Linked DNA regions of Mus musculus: regions 1, 2, 3, 4, 5 and 6 are each linked to region 7. A link is a contact called in public Hi-C, HiChIP or PLAC-seq and capture Hi-C data. All regions are on one chromosome and are shown on one strand. The core of a region is the stretch at or near the end of the contact, and the rest is flanking DNA. Distances in the headings are between cores, read along the strand shown. Region 1 overlaps Gm31814 (a long non-coding RNA gene). Region 2 has its middle 17 kb from the start of A230028O05Rik. Region 3 has its middle 23 kb from the start of Gm32126. Region 4 has its middle 51 kb from the start of A230028O05Rik. Region 5 overlaps Lpp (LIM domain containing preferred translocation partner in lipoma). Region 6 has its middle 35 kb from the start of A230028O05Rik. Region 7 overlaps Lpp (LIM domain containing preferred translocation partner in lipoma).

The links. A called contact is a pair of places that touch in the nucleus more often than the background predicts. HiChIP or PLAC-seq counts read pairs in DNA pulled down with a chosen protein or histone mark. Capture Hi-C pulls out chosen DNA fragments and counts their contacts.
Region 1: a contact with region 7 is called in a BATF HiChIP or PLAC-seq map of CD8 T cells, with 7 read pairs. The contact joins two enhancer-like sites. A contact is called at or near these places in 1 of 484 Hi-C or Micro-C datasets (large pre-B cells) and 2 of 115 datasets of contacts at active chromatin or transcription factors (CD8 T cells and bone marrow-derived macrophages).
Region 2: a contact with region 7 is called in a Hi-C map of bone marrow-derived macrophages, with 46 read pairs. The contact joins two enhancer-like sites. A contact is called at or near these places in 1 of 39 promoter capture datasets (the C10 cell line), 6 of 484 Hi-C or Micro-C datasets (the 3T3-L1 cell line, LSK cells, bone marrow-derived dendritic cells and 3 more), 11 of 115 datasets of contacts at active chromatin or transcription factors (the 230-238 cell line, acute myeloid leukemia, bone marrow-derived dendritic cells and 7 more) and 1 of 9 other capture datasets (bone marrow-derived macrophages).
Region 3: a contact with region 7 is called in a capture Hi-C map of bone marrow-derived macrophages, with 12 times the contacts expected there. The contact joins two enhancer-like sites. A contact is called at or near these places in 4 of 484 Hi-C or Micro-C datasets (LSK cells, bone marrow-derived dendritic cells and bone marrow-derived macrophages), 3 of 115 datasets of contacts at active chromatin or transcription factors (bone marrow-derived macrophages and microglia) and 1 of 9 other capture datasets (bone marrow-derived macrophages).
Region 4: a Hi-C map of bone marrow-derived macrophages shows a contact between it and region 7, with 24 read pairs. The contact joins two enhancer-like sites. A contact is called at or near these places in 2 of 484 Hi-C or Micro-C datasets (both in bone marrow-derived macrophages) and 1 of 115 datasets of contacts at active chromatin or transcription factors (bone marrow-derived macrophages).
Region 5: a contact with region 7 is called in a Hi-C map of bone marrow-derived macrophages, with 25 read pairs. The contact joins two enhancer-like sites. A contact is called at or near these places in 3 of 484 Hi-C or Micro-C datasets (bone marrow-derived macrophages and liver) and 4 of 115 datasets of contacts at active chromatin or transcription factors (CD8 T cells, bone marrow-derived macrophages and memory CD8 T cells).
Region 6: a Hi-C map of bone marrow-derived macrophages shows a contact between it and region 7, with 25 read pairs. The contact joins two enhancer-like sites. A contact is called at or near these places in 2 of 484 Hi-C or Micro-C datasets (both in bone marrow-derived macrophages) and 3 of 115 datasets of contacts at active chromatin or transcription factors (bone marrow-derived macrophages, embryonic stem cells and microglia).

What each region holds. Positions count from the first base shown.
Region 1 is chr16:24,258,510-24,261,209 of GRCm38.p6, reverse strand. All of the region lies in intron 1 of Gm31814 (a long non-coding RNA gene), which reads left to right. Among named protein-coding and RNA genes, the nearest start is that of Gm31814, 3.3 kb to the left of the region's middle. Within about 2 kb of position 1,434, at least 9 of the 459 cell types and tissues checked have an H3K27ac peak or open chromatin away from gene starts, as enhancers often do.
Region 2 is chr16:25,041,039-25,043,738 of GRCm38.p6, reverse strand. No RefSeq gene overlaps it. Among named protein-coding and RNA genes, the nearest start is that of A230028O05Rik, 17 kb to the left of the region's middle. Within about 2 kb of position 1,273, at least 137 of the 459 cell types and tissues checked have an H3K27ac peak or open chromatin away from gene starts, as enhancers often do. A contact at or near this core is called in bone marrow-derived macrophages and microglia, where this site is marked.
Region 3 is chr16:24,134,750-24,137,449 of GRCm38.p6, reverse strand. No RefSeq gene overlaps it. Among named protein-coding and RNA genes, the nearest start is that of Gm32126, 23 kb to the left of the region's middle. Within about 2 kb of position 1,344, at least 77 of the 459 cell types and tissues checked have an H3K27ac peak or open chromatin away from gene starts, as enhancers often do. A contact at or near this core is called in bone marrow-derived macrophages, where this site is marked.
Region 4 is chr16:25,006,944-25,009,643 of GRCm38.p6, reverse strand. No RefSeq gene overlaps it. Among named protein-coding and RNA genes, the nearest start is that of A230028O05Rik, 51 kb to the left of the region's middle. Within about 2 kb of position 1,358, at least 6 of the 459 cell types and tissues checked have an H3K27ac peak or open chromatin away from gene starts, as enhancers often do. A contact at or near this core is called in bone marrow-derived macrophages, where this site is marked.
Region 5 is chr16:24,976,666-24,979,365 of GRCm38.p6, reverse strand. It overlaps Lpp (LIM domain containing preferred translocation partner in lipoma), which reads right to left. Exons shown (of 13, transcript NM_178665.5): 12 at 2,046-2,166; 13 at 1-173. The coding sequence ends at 45. Among named protein-coding and RNA genes, the nearest start is that of Gm52245, 37 kb to the right of the region's middle. Within about 2 kb of position 1,350, at least 40 of the 459 cell types and tissues checked have an H3K27ac peak or open chromatin away from gene starts, as enhancers often do. A contact at or near this core is called in CD8 T cells, bone marrow-derived macrophages and memory CD8 T cells, where this site is marked.
Region 6 is chr16:25,023,511-25,026,210 of GRCm38.p6, reverse strand. No RefSeq gene overlaps it. Among named protein-coding and RNA genes, the nearest start is that of A230028O05Rik, 35 kb to the left of the region's middle. Within about 2 kb of position 1,405, at least 40 of the 459 cell types and tissues checked have an H3K27ac peak or open chromatin away from gene starts, as enhancers often do. A contact at or near this core is called in bone marrow-derived macrophages and microglia, where this site is marked.
Region 7 is chr16:24,628,167-24,630,866 of GRCm38.p6, reverse strand. The region is part of intron 5 of Lpp (LIM domain containing preferred translocation partner in lipoma); the gene reads right to left. Among named protein-coding and RNA genes, the nearest start is that of Mir28a, 200 kb to the left of the region's middle. Within about 2 kb of position 1,351, at least 111 of the 459 cell types and tissues checked have an H3K27ac peak or open chromatin away from gene starts, as enhancers often do. A contact at or near this core is called in CD8 T cells, bone marrow-derived macrophages, memory CD8 T cells and 1 more, where this site is marked.

The DNA of each region.
Region 1 (2,700 bases), core at 185-2,684, 370 kb after region 7:
GTGGATGTAAATGAAATTGCAAAGTAGTTTTGATTTTCATTCCCCTGATGACTGAAGATACTGAACACTTCTTTAAACATTTCTCAGCCATTTGAGTTTTCTCTTTTGAGAATTATGTTTAGATCTGTACCCCAGTTTTTAATTGGGTTTGTTTTCTTGATACCTAAGGTTGTTTTCTGTTTAGTTATATATTTTGGATATTAGTCTTCTATCAGATGTAAATGGATAGAACTAGAAAAAGTTATCTTGAATAAGGTAACACAGAACAAGAAAACCAAGCCTGATCTTTTACACAATGAATAAAAGGCTAAAGTAGGGGGGTAACACCCTATGTCTAAAGAGAAGTAGTTTCCCTCCTGCCTATTTCCCAAAGGCAGGAGGAAAAAAAATACACATTCATGAACAGCATCAATATGTTTTTATAGTGATAACCTATATAGATAAGGTGTTAAAGTTTTCTAATGTATATTCATTTATCTATACAAAATATTTACACAAACACCTATAACTTATCCTACCTGCCTTTGGCGGTCTGGTGAGATGAGATCTCAGACTGTGGGTCTCACTGACCTGGAACTGAACAATTCTTCTGCAATGGGCATGGCCATGGCCACCTTCTTTACTAAGAGAAAATTCTATGGTACAAACAGACAGACAGACAAACAGGCAGGCAGGCAATCCAGATCTTACTGGGTACCTTAGACTCAGGGAAAGGTCAAAGGTCTTGGAAGTTTACTTGTCATTCTCTGGAATGGGTAATTCTTATAATTAAAGGTAACAAACGTCTGCTGTGGTAGTGTCTGCCTTTAGCAATCAGTAAACAAAGGCAGGGCCATCTCTGTGAGTTCAAGGCCAACATGGTTTACATAGGGCATTTCAAGCCAGGTAGTGAGACTACCATAACCACTACCACCACCACCACCACCACCACCACCACCACCACCAAAGCAGAAATCAATAAAGGATCATTAGACAGCAACTTGCTAAGGTTCAGCCTTCTGTACTAAAGGAGTGTCTTTCCCTTTGCTATGGCATTGCATTTGCTGAAGCAGAAATGTGTGTCACTATGTCCCAAAGGCAAAAATATATACATTAAACAAACAGGAAAAAAAAAAGACAAAAGAAAAACCCACCAACAGTCACACACTGCAGGTGTACAGATTGTCCCCCAGCCGGCCTCTCTGTGCCGACATCCTGTGAGGTTGCTGCATCTGTGAGGAGCAGGGGAGAGAGAAAGGCTTCCTCAGGGAGCAGAAGTCAACATTTTTTAGAATTTATCATAATCTTGCAGGGCCTCTGTGTCCTCAGACTAAGTCTTCCCTCTTTGGGAGCAATCTCTCCCTGTCAGCTATCACACCTCCAGTGTAGATGCCCTCTTGCCACTTTCCTAGGTGGCCTATGAACTCATGAAGGCAGCAACTGTGGTACCGTGTACTAAACAGAACCTCCCTTGAGACAAATCTACAAAGCATTTCTTCATTGATGTGACACAAAACACTAACTTTTGGAGAGTGGGCAGAAAATTCTAGAATTTCTATTCATGCTTACCTTTTAGCCAGAAATATAAGCGATGCCAACATTTATTATCTCTTAAGGCCTAGATTAGAGAGTTATATACATATAAAATATAAAACTATAATATAAAAATATAAAATGAAAAAAGTCTTGTTATGACTATTTGTTTTTGTTTTTCTGTGTTGATTAAAAATATTTGGAGATCACAGCTTCAGTGGTGAGTTAATGATTATTGCTTGAAAAATCAGTAACTCAAAAGAGTTTTAACTTTAAATAGGAAAACCTAATGCCTAAGAAAAATATGGGATATTTGTTTTAACCAATAAGCAAATATACATACTGTGGCCAGCTTGTATATTAAAGCTTACATACAGGATCTTGAGAGTTATTTTAGCTTTCAAAGATCATTCCCCATGCATGTATGGAGAAGGATTTTGAGGAAGCTGAAATTCTAATGGTCACAGTATAATATGACTAAAGAGACAGGCTACGGGGAGCTGGGCACTCCCTGACTTCTGGCAATGAAATTTGACACCATTTTTTTCTGAAGGATATCTTGACAAATTTATCAAGACTTTTAAAACATACTTGAGACAGATCTGGAAGGGCCTAAAGACATTGGGAAGGAGAAAAAAAAAGGAGAGACCCCCCCCCAAAATAAAACAAAAACAAACAAACAAACAAACAAACAAAATCCTGAATGAAAATCTCTGGTCCGGCAAGGCCATCTTTGAAGTTTAAAGATTTATGTAGCTATTTACCCAGAAGAATGATAATCATATTATATCTAATACTAACAGTCATATTCAACCCTAGTGCCAACCATATTTAACTTTTGATACATGTTTTATAGCAAGTCAATGTAGCAAGAGCCAACCATTAAATTTGATAGGCAGACACAGATGTAATTACATTGAAAGTTAGTTCTGTAAAATTAGAATGGGTCATCCAGAGTGAGTCTATCAGTATGAGGCCACATAGGAAAAGCCTGCCTAGAGAAGGCGGGGCTGTAGAAGTACATGTCCACTTTAATCCCAGCACTCAGGAGCCTGGTCACGTGGAGCTCTGATTTGGAGGCTAGCCTGGCCTACTGAGTGAGTTCTGGGACAGTCAGGACTACACCGAGAAACCCTGTCTTGGAACACCAGAAGGGGGGGGGGGTTGGTCAGGTGTAGATTTGTGTGA
Region 2 (2,700 bases), core at 24-2,523, 410 kb before region 7:
TTTTCTAGAACTGTATTTGTCTGTCAGCAGGGTGACAGCCATAGTCTTGGGACAGGAAAATAGAGACAGAGACAGAGAGACAGAGAGAGAGACAGAGAGACAAAGGGAGAGAAAGCGATCAGGCATAGATTTTTAAGTCTCAGAGTTTGAGATGCCCTGGAGCATTCTGGGTAAGTAGTGGTTTGGTGAGGGAGGGGGAAAAGAAAATCCATGGATCTTGTAACATTTAGGGAAAGGGAAAAGATTCAGCTCAGTGGCATGACTGGGCTTGACTAGACAGCTATAGTCTATGAGAACAAACCTGAGAGTCTCATCTGACCTCTGCTGAACTGGATGAACATCTTCGCTGCGATGCTCTTCTGACACAGAGTTTAGGAGCTCACAGTTGGAAACCACAGCTCCGTAGGGCTGTGGGATTGGCTTAGAATAGCTGTAATACAAAGACTGGAGAGCCTGAAACAGCCAAGTGCAGCCAGCCCCTCCCATCTCCACACTACTGCTTCAAACACTTGTAGACATGAAAGGCTTGTCAGGGGAATGTTAAGGGTAGCCAAAAGATGGAGATGGTAGTCTGTGTGAGAAACATGCTAGTGAAGTCCTGGGTGCTAAGCAGAGCGTTTGTGGTCAGCATAGTTGGGAACAAGTGGATAGGGATTCAGGCAGAGCTTGGCTTACAAAGCTAGGAGTAGGTGCACATCTTCATACCTGAGCCAGGCTCAGAGGCAGGTCGAGTCCTGCTAGGGTAAAGAAAAAGAAATGCATTCTCGTTTCACTTTATAGCAACAAGGAGGCAGAAGCCCAGCCCAGGAGAAATGATATGTGCAAGGAAGTGAAAGGGGACTGCTGGCTCCAAGTTTGAAGAGAAGAACCACTCCCTGGGGGTATGGAAGTTGGGCTAACAGCCAGACTGAAGGAGCTGATTTCTTGGAGCTATAAACCTAGAAATTCGAAGCACTGACTTTTTCCTTACTGAAAATGAGGTTTACTCATTGCTTAACCTAAGGTCTTTACAGAGCCCACATGGCATCCCATACAGACGACTAGAAGAAGAAGAGGAAGAGGAGGGAGAGGAGGAGGAAGAAGAAAAAGAGAGGAAGAAGGAGAAGGAGGAAGAGGAGGAGGGAGGGGAGGAGGAAGAGGAGGAGGAAGAGGAAAGCCAGGGGTCTCTAGGTGCACCAACTGGCCCCCTAGTTCCCTGTGTGACTTTAAGTGAGACTCACCACCTTCCTGAGCATCAATCATCCCATGTCTTACATGTTGGTGTTGGATCACAGCAGAGCTATGCAGCTGTGTTCCATGAAGCCAAGAGATCCAGGCAGGGAACACACAGGCTCCATCCTGGCAGATGCTCGGGGAAAGAACAAAGAAGCAGAACTTGATCCTTGATCCTCTGTAGCTTGGAGCAGTTCTGTTGTTAAGTTTAGTATGTTGGGTTTCCCTATAAGATTTTATTTGAAAGTCACAATAAGAGAGGAAATCAAAAAGAAAGGGAGCCAAGGAGAGCGTGAGGCTGGATGGTCTCCAGCCTGTTGCAGGCTGGCTGCTGTTTTCTGACTCACCCCAGTGTTCTGCCCACACTTTCAAGAACCACTTCCCTTCCTCTCTGCCACCATCTCAGGGAAGAATCCATAGCGTACGTAAGCCCAGAAAAAAGCCACTGCTTAGATCTCATTTCCCAGCTCTGAAGAGTGCTGGCTCACAGAGAAGAAAATTGGGGGATTTTGTGGGCTGAGTGGGAGGAGACCTGAGGCCCAGGGCTGTAAATCAGGCTTGGAGGTTTGGATTCCCAGCAGCCTGACCTTCAGACACCCTTCCCTCCTCCGGATACCTTCATGCTCACACTCAGGCACAGGGAAGCATGCCCAGCTTCACACTGCCCCTGGAAGCAGGGCCCACTTGGAAGAGCTGTTTTGATTTTTCAGGAAAAATTGCTCATAGCCAAACTTCCCTCCCCAAGACCAACACAGGCAGGGATTTCCTACGTGCTTGAACAAGGAATATTCTGGAAGTCTGTTGGCCACCGTCTGGCCAAAAAAAAAAAAAAAAAAAAAAAAAAAATTAAAACACAACAATAATAATACAAAAAACCCCACATAGCTAACATACCCACCTGAGGTAGAGTATCATATATAATTTTATTTTTGTTCCCTAAATAAGCCCTTCTGCTGCCAGTCTCAGTACATCTCAGATAGGCCTACTTGCCCATTGCCGACTCCACATGGCATGTCTCTCAGTTCCCCAATCCACAAATCCAGGAATTTCACAAGCTTGGGAAGTTGGCACACCAGAGAAACTGATTTCTTTTGCCCTTGCACAATTCCCCTGTCGATAGAGTGCGTCTTTCTGACAGGAAAGAGTTGGCTGAAACTACTAAACCTGTGTGGGGTGCTGGTGTGGGAGTCAAGGGTGCAAGTCCCTGGTCTTCCCTCTCTGTGGTCACCAGCGAGTCGCTTCCTCCTTCTAGGCCTGCTTAAAGACAAGGCTCCTCCATTCAGGTAGTTTGTATGCATAGCTTTCCTTGACCAAGTCTCAGCTGAAGGCAATGTGGAATACCTCGGCGGAAAATGATTCCGGAGATCGCTAAAACATCTGTTGTCGAAATCAGTCTTGCTTCCGGCAGCAGAACAATCCCTCATCCCCCGAAATCCCAGTGTGTCGAAGGTGAGGCTTGTAAGGACCAACTCAGAAGGTGAAAGCTCT
Region 3 (2,700 bases), core at 95-2,594, 490 kb after region 7:
GATTCAGCAACAGGGAGGAAGGAATAGAAAAGAGAACTGCCCTTTGAGCAGGCTTTAAGATGCCAGCAGGAAGCACTGTCCTGGAGCTGTAGTTGGTGTTTGGGAAGGCGGTGGTACTGTATGGGAGGGAACTAGGAGCCAGAGGCAGAGATTTGGGACACACCAGGCTTCGAAGCGTATTTAGGAAGGAGATACAGACAGAAACTCAAAGTGGATTTTTGAAGAATCTCATAGGGATGTGCTCACATCAGGAGATGGGCAGTGGGGGTCCAGGAGAGATTTTTTTAAAGTGCTATGAGTTTGAGGTGGTTGGGTGCTTGCATAGCAAGAATAAGTCCCTGGATTTGGTCCCCAGATCACTGAAAAGAATTGATGAAGCAGTTAATTTTCTTTTAAAATGAAAATACTACTGCGGATCTGAGAATGAGGAAGACTGCAAAAAGGTAGTTTGATTTGGCAACGAGGAGGTCCCCAGAGACCATAGAGGAGTCACAGAAAGGGCTGCACTGGTGTATGGAGTATGTGCAGGGTATCCTGAGCCCAGTGAAGCAGAGTAGAAGCCAAGGGAGACCACTCCTGGCTACGACCAGTCCTGGCTAACTTTAAATTCTTTACCAGTCTAAGATTTTTTTTTTCAAATAGTTTTCTGAAATTGTTAACCCAGGGACAATTTATGGAGAACACACTTCTGCTTTGGCAGGGGACAGAGCAATGAATCACTGTCTCTGTCTTCCGGGCTTTTTTTTTTTTTTTTTTTTTTTTTTTTTTGGTCTAATGTCAGGGAGTGACACAGCAAATTAAACCAACAAGTGTGAAAGTGCTTAGCAGGGCACTCAACATTTAGGTGAGAAACTATTTTCATTTTCAAATTGCTATACATTAGAACCGAGAGGGAAAGGGTAAGAGGGTGCCTAGGGAGCTAGGAATTGCTCAGTTTAGCTAGGGGCTTCTTTTTGTTGCTGTGCTTTAGGTAAGGTCTCACTCCATAGACCAGCCTGGTCCTTAGCTAACAGCCATCCTCTCACCTTGGTCTTCCAAAGATAAGAACTGCCAGCATGTGCCACCTCACTGGGCTAGGGAAAGGCTTCTAAGAAGAGCTTAATTGGAACATGAAGTACTGGTGGGGTCTGAATATGCAGAAGCAAGGGTTATCGAGGCTAGGGACAGTTTTAGATGGCCGGAACCTGTACACTTAAACAGCTGAGTTTGAAAGCAAGAAGAATTGTTAGTAAGGGCCAAAAACAATTTAGTGGCTGTCTCATAGGAATAGAGCTCTAGAACCATGAGTCCTAAGGCAACAACCAGAAGCAACAGGCTCTCCTAAGAACAGGGGCCAGAGGACTTTGAGAGCCTTCCCCACCCCCATTCTGACTCATTGTGGGACTGAGTTAGGTTTTAGTACTTCATTTCCCTTGGTCAAACCAAGGCCATTTGAATGCACCTGCCTGCCATCTGTCACCTTTGCCTGGCCCAGTGAAGGTGGCCATTGTGAGGGGCAGGGAGCACTTGCTAATTATACTTCTGTGGCCAAGGCGCCACGTGAAGGCTTTTGGCGGTCTCACTCAAATGAAGTGGGGGCCGGCTGACTGCTCCGCCACATGTGGAGGCCAGCTTGGCTAGTCCTCCCAGTGAACCTCTAGTTTTGTTTTGAGGTTGCAAATTACAGATGTTGGTGGCTATTCTAAAAAAAAAAAAAAAAAAAAAAAAAGGTGGAAGGGGTGCGCTGAAGAGGAGGAGGGGTGGTGAAGTGGAGTTCCACCTGAAAAAGGGCACACACGACTTGACCCCAGCCTACTGTCCCCACTGTCCTTCATTTTGTCCACCTTAATTCCTCCCTCTTCATCCAAGTAGTTGGACTTGATATACCTAGCAAGTGGTAGGTTTCTACAAGGGAATAAAATGGTAGCAAGCATCACTATGAAGTTATGTGACTAAGGACTCCTGCTTCACCAAACAGTGAGCCACCTTGTTTATCTGCGAGGGCACAGGAGTTTGGCTATGTCAACAGTGACCAATAAACCATAGATCCCCGAGATATGTTATAACATCATTGTTCCTAAGAACTACAACACAGCAGGCACAATATTATAAAAAGAAGTAGAGTTTTCACCTATTGAATTTTCTTGGTCTCCAGAACAGATGGTGGTGGTGGTGGTAGTGATAATGGTGAGATGATGATGATCATAGAGATGATGGTTAGGTGTCACAAGTCATTCTGTATACTACAAAGTACTAAGAAACTTATAAATTCATTTTCTCCCAAAACATGTCTGAGATCCAAGTCAACATTTGAGTATTTGCCAAAAGGTAACTAACACATCTAGTGAAGTGAGCCAAGTACAGATTCATTAGTTAGAACTGAGCATAGTGTGAGTTCCGAGTTTTGCATTGTGGTCTCGCCCTTACCAGCTGGGTGACCTCGGACAAACCATTTCACTCCTCGGAGCTTTAGTGTCTTCATATGTAAAACTGTGTTAATAATAACCATCTCAGAAGGTTATTGTAGGGGTTTGATGATTTCATGTAAATAAAAAGGGACACTGTAAACTCTAAAGCATTATGCAAATATTAATTACTATCTATACAAGAATGGGCTGTCTGCAAGAGTGAATGCCAGTGCTGAGAGGCAATGTGTGCTGTGCCTGAAAGAGCATTTAATTTTGAATCAGAACACAGGGCTTCTATTTTGGTCTTGCATGT
Region 4 (2,700 bases), core at 109-2,608, 380 kb before region 7:
TGTGTGTGTGTGTATCTCGATATATAGATAGATATATCTCCTACCTAACTTCTGTGAATATTCTAAATGAAACGCACATATTTAAAGCTTAAACACTAACATCCCCGTATAAGAGGAAACATATAGTGTTTCTCTTTCTGGATCTAGGTTACTTCACTCAGGACCAGGAGGGAGAAGGAGGGAGAAGGAAGAGGGGACAGAGGAAGGAGAACTATAACACAGTGATATAATGAGGAAATCGAAACAAGAAGAATAAATGGAGTGGAACGAGAGGGCTAGGGAGAGCAGGGCGTTTGGGGAGAGATAACGAACACTAAAGGTCTTTTGAAAAGTTGTATGGAAGCTCACTATTACCAAAGCTTCCTAAAGTATATCCATACATGGAAGGAGTTTTAAATAGAGCTAGCATATTGGAGGGGAGACAATACCCCAACTAAATATCTTATGCTATAAAACAAACCAACAAACATACAAACAAACAAAATCAAACCCCCAAGCCAGAAATTTATTTCGTTTTTGAATCATTGGCCAAAGGAGTCCCATAGACGCCCTCCTAAAACATTATAGAATTAGTTATCTTCCACAAGCTGATGGAAAGATCACCATTTTTAATGTCACAGAACATGGAGAAATCAAGCTGGTACTCAATTGAAAAATTTCCCCCTACTGACTAGCATTCATTCTGCTGGAAGATACAATCTACAAGAGGTCAAAAGTCATTACCATTCTTGCCTAGTTTATAAACTCTGTGACAACAGTGACCTGCACTGTTGCTACAGTGCCACAAATGTTAAGGAGATAGCGATCATAGTTACTTTTTTATTGCTGTGAAGTTTTAGTTACTTTATTTCTATGACAACATACCAGCAACGGGTAAACTTATAAAACAATGTGTTTGCTTGGGATTAATTAAATGGTTTTAGAGTGTTACTGTTCAGGATGGCAGAGGAGAGGTATGGTGGCAGAAACAAACAAGATCTCTTATTTTCATCCACAAGTAGGAGACAAGCAATCAAACTGGGAGTGCCACTGAGCCCGTAGAATCTCCAAAGCCAAGCGACTTACCTCTTCCAGCAAAGCCACACCTCCTAATCCTTCACAAACTTTTCTACTAACTAGGGACCAAGTATTCAAACCTAGGAGTCTATAGCAGCTATTCTCATTCAAACCACCAGAGTAACCAGCCGCTTAAAAAATTTGATTTAAGGCTCACACCATGTGTGTAATCTGTACCTGACACTGCTAAAGTATCTAAGAACCTGAGGATAGAAAATTCACAGGGGAAAACCTATTACTGCTCTTCTGTTGGGTGAACATAAAAATAAAATGACTCCTAATGACATATTGTTATACCCATAGATCATTGTATTACTCAACCCTCAGCAGAGAACTTCTTCTTTCAGTGGATGTTAAATATTATAGAGACCTACAGCTGGGCAATGTGAAATGAGAGCCTTTGGAGCACTCAACTCTAAAAGGGAGCACCCAATTCTAAATGGCACGTTTTCATCAAGCTCCTCCCCTCAGAGATCTGTGCAGAAGAGGAGGCTGCAAGACTGTTAAGAGCCTGTGTTGGTGGATGTCGCCAAGGAAACTGTCTTCCAGATAAAACAGGACTGATGACAAAGAAACTGTGACAGCACACACAAAGCCCACATAATGTTGAACCAGACAGAATCCCAATAAATAAACATTCACAAGAAACAAACAAAGACAGAATAAAGCCCCCAAATGCTGGGATGAACTTGTTTCCCTCTGAATCTAGTTACAATAAAATAGCAATTTTAGCTTTTGTTTCTTTATTTTGCTTTATTTTTGTTAAATATTTTATTATTTTACCTGCAGATAACACATGTGGATCCAACTTACCCCTCAAGTCCTTCCTGATTTCTACAATTCTTATTAGCTTTAACTTTCATTTCTCTAAAACTAACTCCACCCCCCCCCTGCTCCCCCCACCCCAGCCCACCTCTCAATTGTTGATGTATGCTGCATCTCCGACAAAGTCCTTGTGGCTACTACTTTATTGATTTTCTTTGCCTTAGGAATTTATTAATTTTCTGTCAGTTTTATGTCTAGCAAAGAGCTCTTTCCCAGAAGTTACTGACTCTTCATTAACTAAACTCCTTACCATTAATAGAACTTAAACATACATTCTTTTATTTACAGCTTTTGCAATTTGTATTTTATTTAAGAAATTGTTTGTAACCTGCAGGTCATAATGATTTTTACTCTAAGTCTTAGATTTGTATAAACACATGAAGCATTGGTTATGTTTGTTCCCACATAGACACTCTCAGTACCTATCTTACCAGTGTCCAGCAATAAGTTCTGTGATTTTTCAGATTACCAGAGACAGATGACAATAGTTCAAAATTATCAGTTGTGGCCCCTCCCTACATTTGTCTGTTTTGTTTTTTTTTTTTTTAAATTTTTTTATTTGTCTGTTTTAATACAAGCAATGCTCTCTCTTAATGACTATAGCTTTATAGAAAGTCTCATTTGACAATGAAAATTATTCCTCATGGCAGTTTCAGAATTAGCTTGTTAAAGCTCATGGAACCTTCTTGTGAGGCTCATATCAGAATTTCACTAAGTCTATGGATCCTGTAGTTAAAACTATACTATTGTGATAGTATTTGCCTGTGTTTGAACATGATGCACAGAGGCTCTTGTGACTTTAATGCATTTTAGTGTTGT
Region 5 (2,700 bases), core at 101-2,600, 350 kb before region 7:
TCTTCTTGCTGGCATGCACTCGGCAGCTGAGCTGGCTATTGACTCTACAGGTCAGTGCTTGCCTTGGCCGTCAAGACCCTGATGCGAGCCGAGTTGCAGGTCTTACAGAGAATGTGTCCATCCAAGGGGTAGCAGCCTTGGTTGTCTCCTTCGGACAGAAGACCACCACAGTCCTAAGGAAATGAAGACAGTGATGTAAGTGAACTGAACTACAGGGATAAACCCACTTTCCCCGAGCCTCTTAAGAGGCTTTCATAATGGGGACATTGTACCCCAACACTAGTACAAGTAGTAGCAGATTGTGAATGAAACTAAATTAGAGATTAACAACATAAATGCAATGGTAGCCAGGAGTAGTGGCACATACCTTTAATCCTAGAACTCAGGAAGCAGAGGCAAGTGGACCTCTATGAGTTCAAGGCCAGTCTAGTCTACATAGAAAATTCTAGCCAGGAAAGACTAGATAGGAAGACCCTGTCTCAAAACAAAACAATACAAATAGTGTAAAATGACTCTTCTAATCACCAAATACAAAACATAGTACAAAGAAGAAAATGCCTACAGATCTCAGCTCCCGGGGTAGCTTTCTCTCCTAAACAACAGTGAAGAAAAAAAAAAGCATCCCCTCCCCCAGCCTACCCTCTGTACTCAGTTTTAGGATTTCTTCAGAAGAATGGACAGGAACAAGAATAGAAGTTTATAGCTATTTAAATAAAAGGAAAGTGATTTCTGTCATGTAGAAAGGCTACCAGTGGCTTTTGCATATTTACTGCAATAGTAGCAAGGACATAAAATTTCAAGAGCTGGGAAGACTGATAATTGGTAACATTTTCCAAAAGGGATAGCATGGTGAAGAGGAATTTATGGGAGACCAGGAGATGAGCTCCCTGGGTGCCATTGTGAGGTTTGGCACGGTCTGTGAAGGCTGCACACAAGAATGAATACTACTCTGGAAATAATTCAGGCATTTTCTCCCCTACTGAGCTTTTGGGATGGTCAAGGCACATAATGGACATGAATGAGCAAAATGCAAAGAGTCACATTCATGTGAAATATGGTGCTGCTGTTGCTAACTGTGACTGCCTGTTCTGTAAGGTGTTAGGTAGCACTGGAAGCCAGCCCTTGCCTTTAGAAGAAATGGGAGTCTGCTTGGAAAATAATCAGAGTCACATTTAGCACGGTGTGCCTTGCTCACGTTGACAGAAGCTGTCACAGGCCATGGCTGCTGCAGAGTTACCCTCTGCTCTCTGAGAGTGGCAAAGAGATGAATGAAGCCAGGCCTAGAGCTGACAATAAACTCAGGGTATAAACAAGGCTGACCCAAAGTGCCACAGCAGACACCATTATGATCCACAGGAAGTGTGGCTTTGCCAAAAAGAACCAGTGATATATGATACTTTGAGATTTCTTCAGGAAGTGAGTAATGGAATCAAACCAAAAAAATATTCTAAAGAACATGATTCATAGAAGACACAGTTTTACATCTTCTCTTTCTCCTTCACCCTCTCCCTCCCTTCCTCCCTCCCTCTGTGTGTGTGTGTGTGGATGTGTATGTATGTGTGTGTGTGCATGTGCGTTACACATACACAAGGGTCAGATTTTGACAATGTCTGATGTCTTCCCTGTCATCCTCTCCTTGTTATGTTTTAGGATGGGGTCTCTCTCTGAATGTAGGGGTCACTTCAGTTTGGCTGGAGTGACTGGTTAATTAGCTCTTAGATGTACCTGTACCACCACCACCACCACCACCACCACCACCACCACCACCATCATCATCATAGCCTTTCCACTAGCTTAATAGTTTACAATATTCTGTGACATAATTTTCTGTTTAGGTCTCAAAGTCTTATCTGGAGGAATAAGAAATAGAAGCATTTAATATATACAGGGAGAGGGCCGTGGCTATGAAGAGTGGGGTAAATTGAGTGACGTAAGTGTATTATTAACAGCCTGTGTCAGAGCTAGAAACTGTGAGTGTTAAGGTCTTTGTTAGGCACCATAATCTCCAGGTTTTATGATTGCTCTGACTTGGGGATGCCACAGACCTCACAGCGATAGCAGTGCACATGGAAATCACGGTCCAGAGCCACAATGCGGACAGTCTCCTCCTGGCCTGGGGCTGGCATGATAGGTTCCTTGCACACAGAACAGCGCGGGGCAAATTTCCTGAAAATAGAAAGAATTCTGGTGAGATGTCAAGTACAGGAGAAGGGTACAGAAGGAAACAGAAAGACTCAAAGGCTGACACCTGTGCTGTATTTCCTGTGTGACCTTGACCGAAAGAGACTGAGGCAGCAGAGGCCTCCCCAGATGGTGTGTAGTGCTCTCTGTCAGGGAAGAGGATGGATCTGCCTTGTACAGAGAACACCAGGGAACGCATTAGCAGGCAGCATGTAGGATGCAGCAATCCTGTGCACAGGACTATTCCATGGGCATGAGCTAGCTGAACACAGGAAACAAGGTCCTGCCTAAACATGGATGAGAAAGGTCTTGGTAGGCCCTGGCTACCCTCTGACTTGCTTCTATTAGTATTCCTTCATTCTGCCATAGACAAATAACCTAACATTATTAATCTCTACAGCCTCTTTCGTTAAAATGTGTCTTGAATTCTTGACCACAGGAAACCTCAAACACACATTTGCATATATATCATTTGTGAAGGTGTGAATTGAGATATGATTTGGCATAGACACACATAAG
Region 6 (2,700 bases), core at 156-2,655, 400 kb before region 7:
TCAGAAAAAGAAAAGTTGTCTGGTCATGGTAGACTACAATCTTTTTTTTTTTTTTTTTTTTGGTTTTTTTGAGACAGGGTTTCTCTGTGTAGCCCTGGCTGTCCTGGAACTCACTCTGTAGACCAGACCAGGCTGGCCTTGAACTCAGAAATCCGCCTGCCTCTGCCTCTGCCTCCTGAGTGCTAGGACTAAAGGTGTGCACCACCACTGCCTGACAATAGACTACAATCTTAAACAGCAGGATTCAACAGACTGATATATACAACCAATATGTAGTCTCTGTTGGTACCAAGAAGAGTACCTTCCCATACCAAAGACATGCTAGTACACCCATGCTCTTTGTGTGTGTGTGTGTGTGTGTGTGTGTGTGTGTGTGTATGTTCTGTATAGTCTTCATGTTTTATTTGTATAATAGTGATTGTTTAAATGACCACACAGGACCAGGTAGTAGCCTGGCAAAGAACCTATGGCTTAATTTCAACCTTGTAAAATGATATCAGCTGATCAGCATTACATATACAGGGCTTGCCAGGCTCCACAATACTGAGAAATTGGACAAAACATAATTGGCTTTCCTAGGGTTGGTCCCAAATCCCTTATATGGCACCTATAAGGTGAGTAGGCTTTCAAAAGTCTTTCTAATTCCTAATGGGCTAATGTATGTGGGGGTTTCTACTCCTGTAGCACAATTATAGGATGAATGGAAGGTAAATGTTTAAACTGCCAAGGATACTGTAGAAACAAAATGAAAGGAATATACTTTTGTTTTTAAGACAATATTTATTTTCTACTCAGTTTCAGCTGTTAACTTGATGCTGTCCAGAGTTATCTGAAGGAGTCCCAATTGCTTGGATTGGACTGACTAGAGGGTGTGTCTGGGAGGCATTTTCTTAATTGCTAATTCATGGTAGAGTGGCCAGCCCACTGTGGGTTGTGCCATTCTTAGGCAGGTGTGACTGGGCTATGGAAGAAAGCCTGCTGAAGCCATTTACCTTCCATTCATCCTACAACTGTGCTATGGGAGTAGAAACCCCCACATACATTAGCCTATTAGGAATTAGAAAGACTTTTGAAAGCCTACTCACCTTATAGGTGCCATATAAGGGATTTGGGACCAACCCTAGGAAAGCCAATTATGTTTTGTCCAGCAAAACATATGTTATGTTATGTTATGTTATGTTATGTTATGTCTTCCCGGCTGAAGCTGAGTGGCCGGGAGGAGGGAAGAGGAAAGGGGAAGAGAGGTGGGAGAGAGAGAGAGAGAGAGAGAGAGAGACAGAGACAGAGACAGAGACAGAGACAGAGACAGTGAAACAGAGACAGAGAGAGAGAAAACGAATGTGCCAGTAAGCAATATTCCTCCATGGTTTCTGTTTCATTTCCTACTTGAGTTCCTAGCCTCTCAACCACAGACTGTGACGTTGGAAGGGTACGCTAGCTAGACAAACCCTTTCCTCTCTGAGCTGCTTCTGTTCAGAACATTTTGCCACAGCAATATAAAGTTAACTAAGGGAGTTCACAATGTTCAAAGCAAAGAGGTGCCATGATAAGAAGGGGACAGATTTGTGGACTTTTTTTTTTTTTTTCCCTGTGTGGCATCAGAGGATGCAACTGGAACAAATGGGTTGAAATTGTAAGTCAGAGGGGAAGTACAACTTTTTAGAGATGTGAGTTTAGGATTTAATGGGATAGGGAGTCGTGTCAGGAAGACGTTGGCAGTAAAGATAAGGGAGCTTGGTTCTCTTAGCAAGAGATGCTTCCAAAGCATCGCTGCTGCCCACAGAAACTCAACAGTTGGATCTCTTGGTCTTTTCCCAGATGAGATTTTATGTTGTCAGTGTGGCCACTGATTTTATAGTAGGAAGGGGAAAACCCTTAGCTACCATTTGATGTACTAAGCTTGAGTCTGACACAGAAGACACAGTTGAACTAAGTTGAAGGTGCTATCTTCCTCTCTTAGCATTGTCACGCACTGCATCAAGAGGAGTAGCATTTGGTTTTGTCCCTGAGCCTTAACTCCTACACAATTGTTACAGAGAGAAAAAAAAAAAAAAAAAAAAAAAAAAAAAAACAAAAAAAAAAAAAAAAACATGTGTCAGGTTGAGATTGAGGGCACGGCCACAGACCCCATGGAAAATTAAATCTTCTTTAATATAAAACAAAATCTATAAAACCCAGCATGGCTTCTCACTGGGTTACCGACTTTGGTAAGGTTTGTTTACTTGGTTGTTCTCTGGGTAAATGAGTCTTTAGTGTGGGCATCTTTTGCCACACTGGATGTCTGACAAGTATCTCTAGTGGTTGAATGCGACAAAACTCAATATGCGTGTGATGTGAGACTATGAAATGAAAGCTTACCAGCCCTATAAGGTTACTATATCTGAACATTTTCAAGTAAAGCAGAGTTTCCTCTGAATTTCTTTCCAGAGTTGGTCAAATTGCAGTCATTTATAGTGTATGATATGAAAACCATTGACAAGAACTTCCCCAGGCAGCTAGGCAGGTATGAATTTATAACTTGTTTAATTACATGTATAATGTCCTCCTGTATAGATTTTTCCATTTCTATGATCTCCAGGAAGAGATTATAGAATCCATATCCACACAGTAGACCAGTGGTTCTCAACCTTTCCATACAGTTTCTCAGGTTAAGGTGACCTACAACCATAAAATTATTTTTGTTGCTACTTCATAACTATA
Region 7 (2,700 bases), core at 102-2,601:
ATGAAGAAAGGATTGGCACTAATGCCCAAAGGTCAGGCAAGACCATTAAATGGTGACAGTACTTAACATTACTGCGGGTAAGAACAGCAGTCAGCAGTACCAGATAAATGTCTGACTTTAATGAGAGCATGAATTGATATCTAGGGAATATGATAGCATAATTCTTACTTAATGTTTTGTCAGCAATCATATAAAAATATGAGATGTATGTAACTGAAACAGCATATTTACATCTGGTTTCCTATATAAAGAAAGCTGACAGGAACTCCTAGACTGTATGGCTCTTCTTTATCCATCATAAAAGACTGGAAGAAAATCCTAGAAGGAAATGCTATGTGGCTACTTTATAAGTAGCAGAAAGATCATTTATTTATGATAACATTTAGTAAGTGCTTACTAAGTACCAGGCACTATTAAAAGAGTTTTTAAATATAATACCTAGCCTTCAAAATAAGCAGGAACTGTTCCTCTACCCTTTCCTACACCAGAGATCCAGAGAAGTTCACTCACTGGTCAAATAACCACATAGTTAGCATTTCTCAAACAGTGAACAGCTACTATTTATCCCATACTGTACCAGGAAAATAGAAAGGCAGTGAAGAGTAATGTCAAAAGGAAGACATTTATAATTCAGAAAAAATTCACAGTCAGATACCTAAAAAATCAGCTAAGGAAGAATATAAATTATAAGGCAAAGTGGAAAATACAAATCCTACAGAAAACACATGGTTAAACTCCATTTCTGTTTTTAAAAGAATGAATTTCTAGACAAAATTGGGGTTGAACAACGTATGGAATTAAAATGACTAAGCTTACTCTACGCAGCCTTGATCCACATCAGCTGAGGCTAGACATCCTTAGGATGAGCTCACAGTCTGAAGTCCTTGGACATGACAGGTAACTGTGTAATAGCAGTCACAGTCATGGGAATGGAAGCTTCCTTAGAGCAGGTCCCAAGTTCATGAGGAGAACTGAGCAAAACCTCAGAGACGCCAAGACACATGGAGAGAATTAATGTGTGGATGGCCCCATCCAGTCATTGCCGAGTGAGCAGAGGGGTGACAGTGGGACTCTAAGCTGGCACACACCTCATGTGCACTGAAATTCTGACCCCCAGACAGTAACTGCTGAAGCCCCTGCCCTGAGCTGTAACTGTGCAAGGATGTGTTCCTGGAATGTTTGCTCAACATCAGCAGGTCAGAGAACTCCTACCAGAGACCATATCACTGATCTAGCGTGGCAAGGATTTCACGAACACTGAGAAGCAAAACCTGAACTTTTGTACAATCCCCACCATCACAGGAAGCACACAGTCGACCACAAATACTGTATTTTCTAGAACTTTCTTAAGAACTATAAAGTAACCCATTTGCAGAAGTTGTTGATTTTGTGCATGGGGACTGCACTGTTTGTGAGATTGAGGAAGCAAACGAAGGCTGATTTCCTGGGGTGAGTCACGGCCGTAACCCCCTTTTACTGTATTAATAGAACGGGGGGGGGGGGGGAATTTTCCAGGAAACATGTATTACCACAAAGACCAAAATAGAAAAAGGTGGCGGGTGACTTAATCACTAAACAGAGAAGAGTAGTCCCCTATCTTTATCAGAACAAGAAAACAATAAATCAAACCAACACATTTTGAAATGTGTTAACATCTTCACAGTTCCAGAGCTCTGTTTTAATATCACACAAGATTTTGTATTAGCAGAAATTCCATGAAAACTCTAGGCTGATTACAGATGAACAAAATTTCTGAAGAATTAAGTAGACTCTCTTGAAATAGTCAAACATCCACTTGTTCCTTTGAGCCTGAAATTAACAATGTATACCAACTGTGTGCCAGACTCCTGTCTTCAAGAACCAAATAGCTGATGAGAAAGTCACAGCCCTAATGAAGTCCAGTCTCTGCTGCCTGCCATAGCAACTCTTTTCATCCTGCTTCTGGAGGATTCCACAATGACAGCTCAAACACTAGTTCTGATCTCAGCCTCAGGATCAGAACTGTGTTGACTCTCATGAACATGGACACCTACAAGACTCCACTCTGGCTCCTGTCTTTCCTTGCCTCATATCGGGAAGAAAGCACTGTGGCCATGACAAGGGTAGATCAGCATCAAGTGAAAGACACTAACAAAACAATTTCTTAAAATTAACGTGACAACTGAGAGAGGAGGATCAGGAATGATATCTAGAACATGGTTAATACTAAAAAATCTTTACTATAGGTCATGTTACTATTATTAAAACAGTGATGACAAGAAGGAGAGGCTCAGTTTGTCACAGGGACAGAAGCAACTGTAAGGACATGCGTTCAGCTACCCTTTGTCTATGTCCTCACTTAGGATCCATCACATATCACAATGAAACTATGTGAGACACAAGAACACAAGTAGTGTGGTTTTCCTTTGGTTTATTTATGCAGGGTAGGATTTGAACCCACCACCTTAACAGTTGTTTGGCAAACCTTCTACTACTGAGCTATACACTCCCAGCCCCACACAGGATAATATACCAGGAACTGTCAGTAGACTACACCTGAACTCATGTGTCCATTGTTCAAGATCAGTGGGTATGGCTAGGAGAAAAATCTGTGCAACCATCTCTACCTCCTCCAGTACATAAAACCCTCTTATCTAATCAGTTCTAAATATCCTTCCAGAGCTGCCCGGGTTCAGTTCAGGGAAGCAGGCAGTAAATATC